Linked DNA regions of Triticum aestivum: region 2 is linked to region 1. Evidence: chromatin contacts called from public Hi-C data. All regions are on one chromosome and are shown on one strand. Each heading gives the region's core, a stretch centred on a gene start, on an enhancer-like site or on the middle of the called end of the contact. The rest is flanking DNA. Distances are from core to core; before and after follow the strand shown.

Evidence for each region. A called contact is a pair of places that touch in the nucleus more often than the background predicts.
Region 2: a Hi-C map of leaf shows a contact between it and region 1, with 5 times the contacts expected there. The contact joins the promoter of LOC123070537 here to the promoter of LOC123070535 in region 1. A contact is called at or near these places in 2 of 5 Hi-C or Micro-C datasets (both in leaf).

The regions. Positions count from the first base shown.
Region 1 is chr3B:489,498,304-489,503,070 of IWGSC CS RefSeq v2.1, forward strand. LOC123070535 (serine/arginine repetitive matrix protein 5) reads left to right here and starts at 1,698. Exons shown (of 6, transcript XM_044493783.1): 1 at 1,698-2,341; 2 at 2,442-2,493; 3 at 2,798-2,896. The coding sequence starts at 1,760.
Region 2 is chr3B:490,406,443-490,411,381 of IWGSC CS RefSeq v2.1, forward strand. LOC123070537 (guanine nucleotide-binding protein subunit beta-like protein A) reads right to left here and starts at 1,547. Exons shown (of 2, transcript XM_044493785.1): 1 at 582-1,547. The coding sequence starts at 1,466. It overlaps LOC123070539, which reads left to right and starts at 3,192. Exons shown (of 8, transcript XM_044493788.1): 1 at 3,192-3,983; 2 at 4,064-4,325; 3 at 4,723-4,794; 4 at 4,934-4,939. The coding sequence starts at 3,898.

The sequences.
Region 1 (4,767 bases), core at 448-2,947:
CTGGAAGGCGTGCCAAAAAGATTGACACTCTGAAAATGAACACGATCAAAGTTTTGCCTAAAATTTCTAGGTAAAGTAACATGATGTCTGTGAGTGAAACTTTACATTTTTGGAAATAATTGATATGGCAGGTTTATCGGTTAACCAAATATCCTCCAGGAATTCCAAAAAAAACATATATCCTCCGGAACCTAGTTTTCTTTTACCATAATGAACTATTCTCTTACAATAGCTATACAATACTTTTTTTTTTGCTAGAATAGTTCGAGGGTGCACGCCGATCCGTCAAGGACAAGCAATAACACAAGTACAAGCACAAGAGTGAAATTTGTTAACGTGAATCCGTCCCGGGCATGACTATGAATGCTCCTCATGTACCACTAAATCAACATAGTACAATCGGCGATAAACCTGTCGATGCCGTTAGACTATGCTCCGACAACCCGCCATGGCCAGTGCGGCCACCCTTGCCATGGGCGCTTGGATCGTCCTCTGGTGATCTGTCTTAGTCTACAACTTATGCCTAGTCACTTGGTTACCCGCGGTACTCTTATATTAGTCTCGGGTTACACATGTTCGACTCAAACAACTAACCTTTCGCTAATTACAAATCCAACCATAGCACAATTCACATACATAATATTTGACACATAATTTTAACATTTTGCGGTGGTGATACTATGCCTTTAACCTCTAGTAATCCATTCAAAAGCGAGAGTTTCTAGGTGATGATTCACATAATCACATTGAGCAACAAGTCCACCCTTTGTTCGTAAATATTAAGATGCTTTGACAGTTCAATTTAAACTGCTAAAACATTTTATATTTAGCAACAGAGGTATTACTTTGCTTGAATTACAGGAGTATTTTTTATGTAATAACACCTCAAAGTATACCATGTCTGAAGCCGTATGTAGCAGGTACCTAAACTCTTCCTCTTGCTTTAGCAACCTTGATTAACGTAATATGGTTAAGCTAACTAAAAGAACAAGGGCCGCTTCCTTTCATCGCTCGGTGTCTCGATGATGCCGGCGATAATCTTGATCATCTCCTCCCGCTCGCGGATGCGCGTCCGCGGCGTCCGACTGCTCCGCCGTCAGCAGCAGCTCCTCCACTCGGCCCTCGTGCTCCTCCTCCGCAGCCCGCAGCTCGGCCACGGCCTTCCCCGTGCGCTCCTCGGCTGCCCGCCTCCTCGCCTCGGCCGCCTCCCTCTCCGTCTCCGCCGCGGCCAGGGCACGCTCCAGGGCCTTCACCTCCTCCTCTAGGTTCTCAACCGCCTCCGCCTCCGACGCCACGGCCTCCTTGACGGCCAGCAACCTGCCCCGCATCTGCGCCTCCTCTTCTGACACCGCGCCGCCGAGGACGGCCAGCACCGACGACCAGCACGACGACATGGCTGATCGACGGGCGTGTTCTCGTGTCGATCCGCTCTTGCACCGGAGATGCCACCAGTAAGATAACAAAACTTATTTACGTCCTGTGTACAAGGGAGGTGGCTACCTGATTTATTCCTGGTCCGGTGTCCCGATCCTACTCCTCTCCTTCTCCCTGACCTTTGTTCGACTCGGAGACGAGAGCGGGCCGCGGCCGCGAAGCGCGAGCTGGGCTTTGAGTCTTCGAAAAGCAAAGAGTAAACCCAGCCCACTGTATGGGCCCAAGCCCTATCGCCTTTAGTTTTGAGCCCAGCCCAAGCATCTCTCTAGGAGAAGAAAAGAACAAAGAGTAAACCCAGCCCTCTCGCCGGCGTCCGACCAGCGGGATGGAGGAAGAGAAGGCGGCGGCGTACTACGACGAGCTCAACCGCAAGGGCGAGGGCGCCCGCCGCTTCAAGCAGGGTCTCGGCTTCTCCTCCGACGACCCCCAACCTGCCTCCTTCTCATCCAAGCCCAGCAGCACCTCCTCCTCCTCGTTCCTCTCCGGCTTCGTCCGTGCCGGCGCCAGCCCCACCCCCACCAGGCCGTCTCTGCCTCCCGAGGCCCCGTCCCGCCAGCGCCGTCGTTCTCGCTCGCCGTCCCCATCCCGTCCTCGGCCGCGGTCGAGGTCCCCCTCTCGCTCGCGCCGGCGCCGGTCAAGGTCTAGGTCCCGGTCGAGGGAGCGGAGGCGCCGGTCGAGGTCGAGGGAGAGGGGTGACCGCAGGGCGTCGCACCACCGGTCTAGGTCGAGGTCGCGCTCGCCGTCTCGCCGGAGTGGCAGGATCTCACATGCCGAGGGCCAGCGTGACAGGCATGGGGATCGGCGGCGCGACGACGGCGGCCAGAGCCGTCATAGCTCGAAGGGGCGCGGCGGTACGGATGGCGGTAAAGTGGATTATTCAAGGCTCATTGAAGGATACGATAGAATGGTTGGTTCCATCTTTCAATTACTGCCTCGTAACTTAATACTACTGTGCAATTGTTTACCTGTGGTATTTTTGGAGTGATGAGCTGTTGATGTTCTTGCAGACTCCTGCTGAGAGAGTCAAAGCAAAAATGAAGCTTCAGCTTGCAGAGACAGGTATTGCCACATTCTTTTTTCCTGTTTATGGGCATTCCATGGATTATGCCCAATAGAGCGAGTACAGTGCATGATCCTGCAGTAGTGCTTCATATGTCGATTGTGAAATAAATCAACTATTGCACGCATGAGTAAAATGCTATTCAAATACATTAGGGAAACCCCTTTGTTATATTCATCTAGTAATTCGTAGTTCAGCGCACACACAGTTATTCTGTAGGTTGTGTACGATCTTCGTGCCTTATGGCTGGTTTTTTTTTCCATTGTTCTGAAGATTATATTGTTTATTTTCAATGTTTGACAGCTTCGAAGGATTCCACCCTTGGGACTGCCACTGTGAGTTGGGGGAGGTTTGAATTCAACAAAGATGCTCCACTTGATGAAGATGACAATGATGTTGAAGGTCAGGCTTCTTATGGCTGCCTTTGAATTCAATAAGGATTCCTGTCTTTTTTAGTGAATTGATTATCCCCTCTATATGTAGCGAGTTCTTGTACCATTTTAGACACCCACCTATGGATCCAATATTAGTTTTTGAAAGTTCATATTGGCTGGGTACTTGAATATGAAGCTCTGGTAGGAGCCTAGGATTTTGTAATCCTAGTTTAGGGTGTAGCCCTATGAAGCACCGATAAGGCGAAACCGATACGGCGGCACAGGATACGGCAATTTCTAGATACAGCAATGCGACGAGTATATATAAATAATTAATAAAAAGACATGTAATAAAAACAAACATAATAAAATGTGTGAGATGAGATCAAAATGTCGGCCCCTTGGTTGCCTGATTGCCTCCAGGCCTCTTTTCTTTTCTACTCCCTCTGTCCCAAAAATATAAGAACGTTTTTTGCACTAGCATAGTATCAAAAACGTTCTTATATTTTGGGACGGAGGGAGTAGTCTTCAATGACCATCCAGGTCCTCTACTCCTCATGGTGTATGCAAAATAGAAAATAAGTCACATAATATTAGACTTGATAATTTGAGATAGACAAGCATGAAAAGTGGAAACATAAACATTAGCAAAGCAATTGCAACCAGTAACATAAACAAGCTGTAGGCACTAGGCAGTAGCAGGCTAGCAGCAAAGCAATAGCAAGCACCAAGCAGCCAAGCTGTAGCAAGCACCAAGCAGCAACATCAGCAAGCTGTAAGCAGTAGCAGCAACACAGCAACATCAGCGAGCAACGTCAATGTACATATTCTACTAGCAGCCACAAGCCAGCCACGCAGAGCCGAATTCGTACTCCAGCTTGGAGTAACAACTAACAAGCAGTAGCAAGTAATAGATAAATGGATAGATCAACTAGAGAGGAGCAGAATTCGCCGGAGCTACTTACTTGCTGGCGGGTGGCGACTGATGGCGGCGACAGAGAAAACTGATTCAGCCGAGGCAGCAGCTTGATGAGTCAACAGGGCAGCGAGCTGATTCCAGGCGGCGGCAGCGGTGGCGGCCACTACAGGCGGCGAGTGCCATTATGCGGCGGCGGTGAGGAAAGTCCAGACGGCGGCGGCGAGGAAAGTCCAGACGGCGGCGGCGAGGCGAGTCCAGGCAGGTGGCGGCGGCGGCTCGCTCATGTGCGTCTCCCCCGTCGTGCGAACAGAGTGAAAAAGAGAGGGGGGGACAGATGCTAGGTTTGGTACTGGGCTTCTACTGAGATGGACGTTTTCCCCCGTATCATGGACAGTGAACAGCCCGTATCGGTGTTTTTGCATATATTTTTTAATAAAAAATATGATACTCCGGCGATATGCGCAGCGTATCGTGACCGTGTCAGCCATATCGGCGCCGTTCCGGACGGGAACACGCCAGTTTCCTCGTATCGGTGCTTCAGAGGTGTAGCCCACATTGCAAGTCCCTAGGATATAGCAAATTTCCCACATGAAAAGTTAATTATGTTTACACACCCTAGCCAAATTTCTCATCAGCACATTTTTTTTTATCGATTTACCTTTTATTACCTGTGTTGCAAGATGCACTCTGCTCTAGGAAGGCACTATGGATAATTATCACAATATGTATAATTCCATCTGAGAAAGTGTATAGTTTGCCATCTTCGGTTACAATTTGCACACACAGTGAAGAGACCAAATGGTGTACTTAGTTGTTCTTGTTCTATTGTTCTATCATGGTTTTATTGATGTAAAGTTGAGAATGGGTTTGGATCACACCTACTCCCTCGGTTCCTAAATATTTTTCTTTCTAGAGATTTCAACAAGTGACTACATACGGAGCAAAATGAGTGAATCTACAAATATGTCTATATACATCCG
Region 2 (4,939 bases), core at 297-2,796, 910 kb after region 1:
GGTCTATTTAGCTATGCATTAGAACAAATGCACACCAAATACCTGTGCTTCCTATATAACTCACTTGACAATACAATGCAGCCTTAACATAGATGGGCAGGAGGCACCATGGAAGATGAACAAAAACATTTCATATCAATGTATGAAAAATAACCAACAGAACAAGCACATCCATGTACATTCCCTGAATAAGAAAAATACTGGTAGTGAACTGCTATTTATTCTTATGCTTGCATTAAAGCTCTTTATCAATTGGCAACTTAAGTCAACCAGTTCAAATTTAAAGAACAAAATAGCATAACTATGCAAGCTTTCAGCTGCATTATATAATGTGGTGAACCAAAACCCTTACGTGGTAATGTTAAGAAACCAATGCAAAAATCATCATTACAACATGAAATTAACACGTTGTAAATCATAAATTAGACTACCACAATAAATACAGATCACAAAATGTAACAGATCTACATAGCCACAAGGGTAAGCTGATCATACGAACAACACATCTACATATATTAACCAATAGTAAACAATCAAAGAAACACGGACATAAGGAGTGATACTGGGAATTGGAAACAAACCTGCTTGGTGGAGACAGGGACCTCGGGCCTAAGGTCCTGCACGATGTGCTTTGACTCAAGATCCCAGATCTTGATGGAATCCTGTGTCGCCGCGCAGAGCCAGTAGCGGTTGGGCGAGAAGCATAGTGAGTTGATAATGGATCCCGCATCCAGCGAGTAGAGTCTCTTGCCCTCGGTCAAATCCCACAGCAAGGTGACGCCATCCTTGCCACCAGACGCGCAAAGCGAACCGTCTGGGCTGACTGCAACGGCGCTAACATAGCCACCATGACCATCAAGAGTGCAGCGGAGCTTGCAGTTGGTAAGGTTCCAGACCTTGACGGAGCGGTCCCATGAGCCCGAGACGATGGTCGGGGCGAAGTTGTTGGGCGAGAAACGGACGCAGGACACCCAGCCGGTGTGGCCCTCGCCGCCTCCAAGGTCACCGCCGATGGTGTACTTGCACTCACCGAGGGTGTTCCACAGCTTGATGGTGCGGTCGCGGGACGCGGAGACGATCTGTCGGTTGTCAATGGAGAAGGCGACGGAGAGGACGTCCTTCTCGTGGCCGACGAAGCGGCGGGTGGTGACCCCGGTGGAGAGGTCCCAGAGGCGGAGCTCGCCGTCCCAGGATCCGGAGAGCGCGAACTGGCCGTCGGAGCTGAGGACGACGTCCTGGACAAAGTGGCCGTGGCCGGTGAGGCGGCGGAAGGGGACGCCGTACTCGGAGCTGGAGTCCTGGGTGGCCTGGATGGGGTTGGTGAGGTCCCAGACGAGCAGCGACTTGTCGCGGGAAGAGGAGACGATGAAGGGCGAGTTGTCGATGGGCGTCGCGATGGCCGTGACCACGTCGTTGTGGCCGCGCATCACACCGGCGTAGACGAGGGACTCCTGCGCGCCGGCCATGGTGGTGGGGCGGGGCGAAGCGAGCGCTAGGGTTTTGGGGGGTGCGGTGGAGGCGGCGGCGCAGGCTAGAGATGAGAAGGAAAGCGGGCGGAGAGGGAGGAGGAGGAGTTTATAGTGGGGGCGGGCGTGAGACGCTAGGGTTTTCGTGGATTAGTGGGCTTTGTGCTCAGTTGAGCGGAAATCGTGACCGTCCATTGCAAAAGAGGCCCATTGCAAAAGCTGCAGATCGTCTCACTTGCGCATGGGCCTATAGCTTACCATTCTCCTCTTCTCTGCCCCATGGGCCTAATCATCGCTACGGAGGGAAAAGGCGAGAAATGCTTTGGCCCTCTGCATGGGGCAGGAAATGCTTTGCTTCTATGCTCTTGCTTGGGTGAAACATTTAGCAATAATGCTACACCTACGAACGGCACTTACGTAACCTACGTGATTTGCTAAACGCTAATCAAAACTGCCCCCCCCTGATTTCAAGGGTGGACCGTGCCCCCAACTAATGACGAATTAAAAACTGACAAATCATCAATTACGTAAAGTACGTAAGAATCCCTACGTAGGTCTAGCATTACTCAACATTTAGGTGACCACCACAAGAAAATTCGAGCATAAGATGACTCAAGAAAAGGATCATGCATGACATATTAGTATTAGCAGCTGGAAACTAAGGGCATTTTTTATTCTAAGGATTTTCATATTACAAATTATAAAGAATTAGCAAAGCTCAAGAATTTTTCCTATGTTGGTTATTTGATGCGTACAATTGAATCATATACCAATTTTTCCTAAAGAGTTCATTGCACTACAACTCATAGGAAATCTTTAATTCACTCGGACCTCTTGAAAAAACTTCTTAGTTTTTCTGAAATGTTAAAAAAAGGGCGTCAGATTATCATGCGAAAACAAATAAAATTGTTATGTTGTTGTAAGGGATTTTTTATGCTCCAACCCGAAAATTGCAATGTAGTACAAAAAAGTGGCAGAAAATTTGGCACGCTGCGTATAGTAACTGTCATGCGTTTGATCGGGATCTGACGGTCCTAAGGGCGTTCGCTGGGATTATTGCCTAAAAAATTGGCGTTCACTGGTTAGTGGCGTCCTTATTTTTTGTATGGTGCAAGCAAAATAATGTAGAGTCCAATCGGACATCCCCATTGTTTTTGCAATCCTTGCGACTCAAAAAGGCAGTGTGGAAAAAGGATCCGTCTTTCTCAAGAAAGAGCCCCATGAATCCAAATTAACCGGCGTTCTGCTCTGTGATGTCCATGTCGCGGTGCCAAGGTGTTCGGAGAGGAGGATCACAATTCAGGAGAACCGGATAGGCGTCTGATGAGAGAGAAACGGAGTCCTGATCCACCCCCAACCACGTCCAGTTGTCAGATCAACGAAGTAATCACTCGTTGCCGTGGTCGAATGGCAGGGAAAGGGACGTTTCACGGCGGCTCTCGGCCGTTCGTTCCCTGAATGATTGCAGCAGGCCGGGTAAGTGCACAAGTTACCAGGGAGGGAGGGCCGTGAATCTTGCAAACATGCTCGCCGATGAACGGGATCGATTTTGTACCCCATGAAATTTGGTGGCTTTGGGCAGCACAAAGGCAGGATCGGTTTCCCAACAATCATGCCAACTCCCAGGTACACTTTTCCAGAGCATCTCTGAGTTGGGTTAGCTACCTCCTTTTCTATTTATGGAAACAAATTCGTCTCCAATCTGTTTATATCCTACTGTAATCAGGAAACTAATCAACAGGGCACCATATATACAGCGGTGGACGAGATAAAAAGGAACATTTCATTTCACAGATAAGGCAAATGAGGGCTATCTATCTATCCATCCCGGACTGACGGGAGCAGACAGGTAGCCCTATCTTGTAGGGCTGCCCAACGATATCAGTTACCGGTCGGACGGGACACCCCGCGAAGATCCGCGGCGCGAATCGCGAGGCGGCAGTCAGGCTATTCTCTCAACCAAATAAACGCAACGGAGGCCAGTAGCAGCGGGCCACCTAACCCATCGATCTCTTGCTTCTCTACTGGATGTTTGGGATCTCCAAGTCCCGCCCTGCAAGCGTCCCCCTGCTCCTACTCTCCTCCCCTTGCCTTCTTCCCGTTGTTGGCCTGCCTCTCCTACTCCCCTCTTCCTCCCCCCCCCCCCCCCCCCCCCTGCCGCTCTCCTGGTGGCTTCCATATCATATCCTCCCTCCCTCCCTTCCTTTCTTCATTCAAGCCAGGCTCGACGTGTGTTGCTATGTCTCATCTCATTCTCACGGCGTGAAAAAGGATCGTGCCTTGCCTTTTTTCCGGCTTGCTTGGCGCGCCTTCGTCTCCCTTGCCCCCCAGGTAACACGCAGTTCATAGCCCTTTTCGTGTCTCCGTGCCTGCCTCCGTGCATGGGCGCATCACATGGCTCTTTCAGCTCCTTTTTCTGTAAGCAAAGGGAATGTTTGGTGGAAAGACGCTTGAAAAAGAGCTGCCTTTCCTGCCATCTCGTGTGTGTGATGTCCGTGGTCTAATTCTTGTCATGTGGTGAGAATTAACATGGATTGCGTAGACAGCCTTTTAGATATAGCGTCCCTGAAAATCATGGATGCTTATGTTATCCACAGCTGCGCTTCAATCGGCAAGGCCATTGGTCCGAGGATGGCGGAACACTTCGCGCTCATGACGGGGCGGATGATCACGGAGGCAACGCTTCAGGGCGCCATCTTCGACGCCCCTTCCGCGAAGGATGCTTGTGATCATCATGATCCTTGTGTTTTTGAGGACGGGAGGACCAAGACTGGTGTCGTGGTGGAATGCAGAATCTGCCAAGAAGAAGGTGATCAAGCCTACATGGAGACCCCTTGCTCCTGCAAGGGTAGCCTCAAGGCAAGGTTTTCTGCTCCTCTCCCAGCTTGATGGTTCCATATGCTATGGAATTTTGCTTAATTGTTCAAACTCTAAACACCAGAAATAACCTCAATTTGAGAACCCACTTATTATTCATCACCGCATCTTCAAACAATGGGACACGGCTCGCTTTCGTATCAGATACGTCCATATCAAAATGCCACCGGGAACACAAATTTCTATTTTCCATATCACTATCAGTGAATTAGTTCTTCTCTGTTATCGGAACCGAATCGGATTTTTCGAGGTATTATCCTTGTGTCGGTAGAATCATGTTTTTCATGTTGATTCGACTGCCCTTTTATTTTTCCCAGCAGATGCCCATTTATTCCTGCCAATTGAGGTTTTATTTGAACTAGTTTGTTGCTGCCTGCAGTACGCTCACCACATATGCATCCAGAGGTGGTGTAACGAGAAGGGAGACACCATATGTGAGATATGCTTACAGGTGAGTAATTCTCAACGGAAACCAGAAAGAAGCAGCTGAATTCAGTTTGCCCTTTACTTCCTGATAAAGCCATCATCAGTCTTCAGTGCCAAAAGATAGTTTGTTGACTAATTTGTTGCCTCTGCTACCTATGGCACAGCAATTT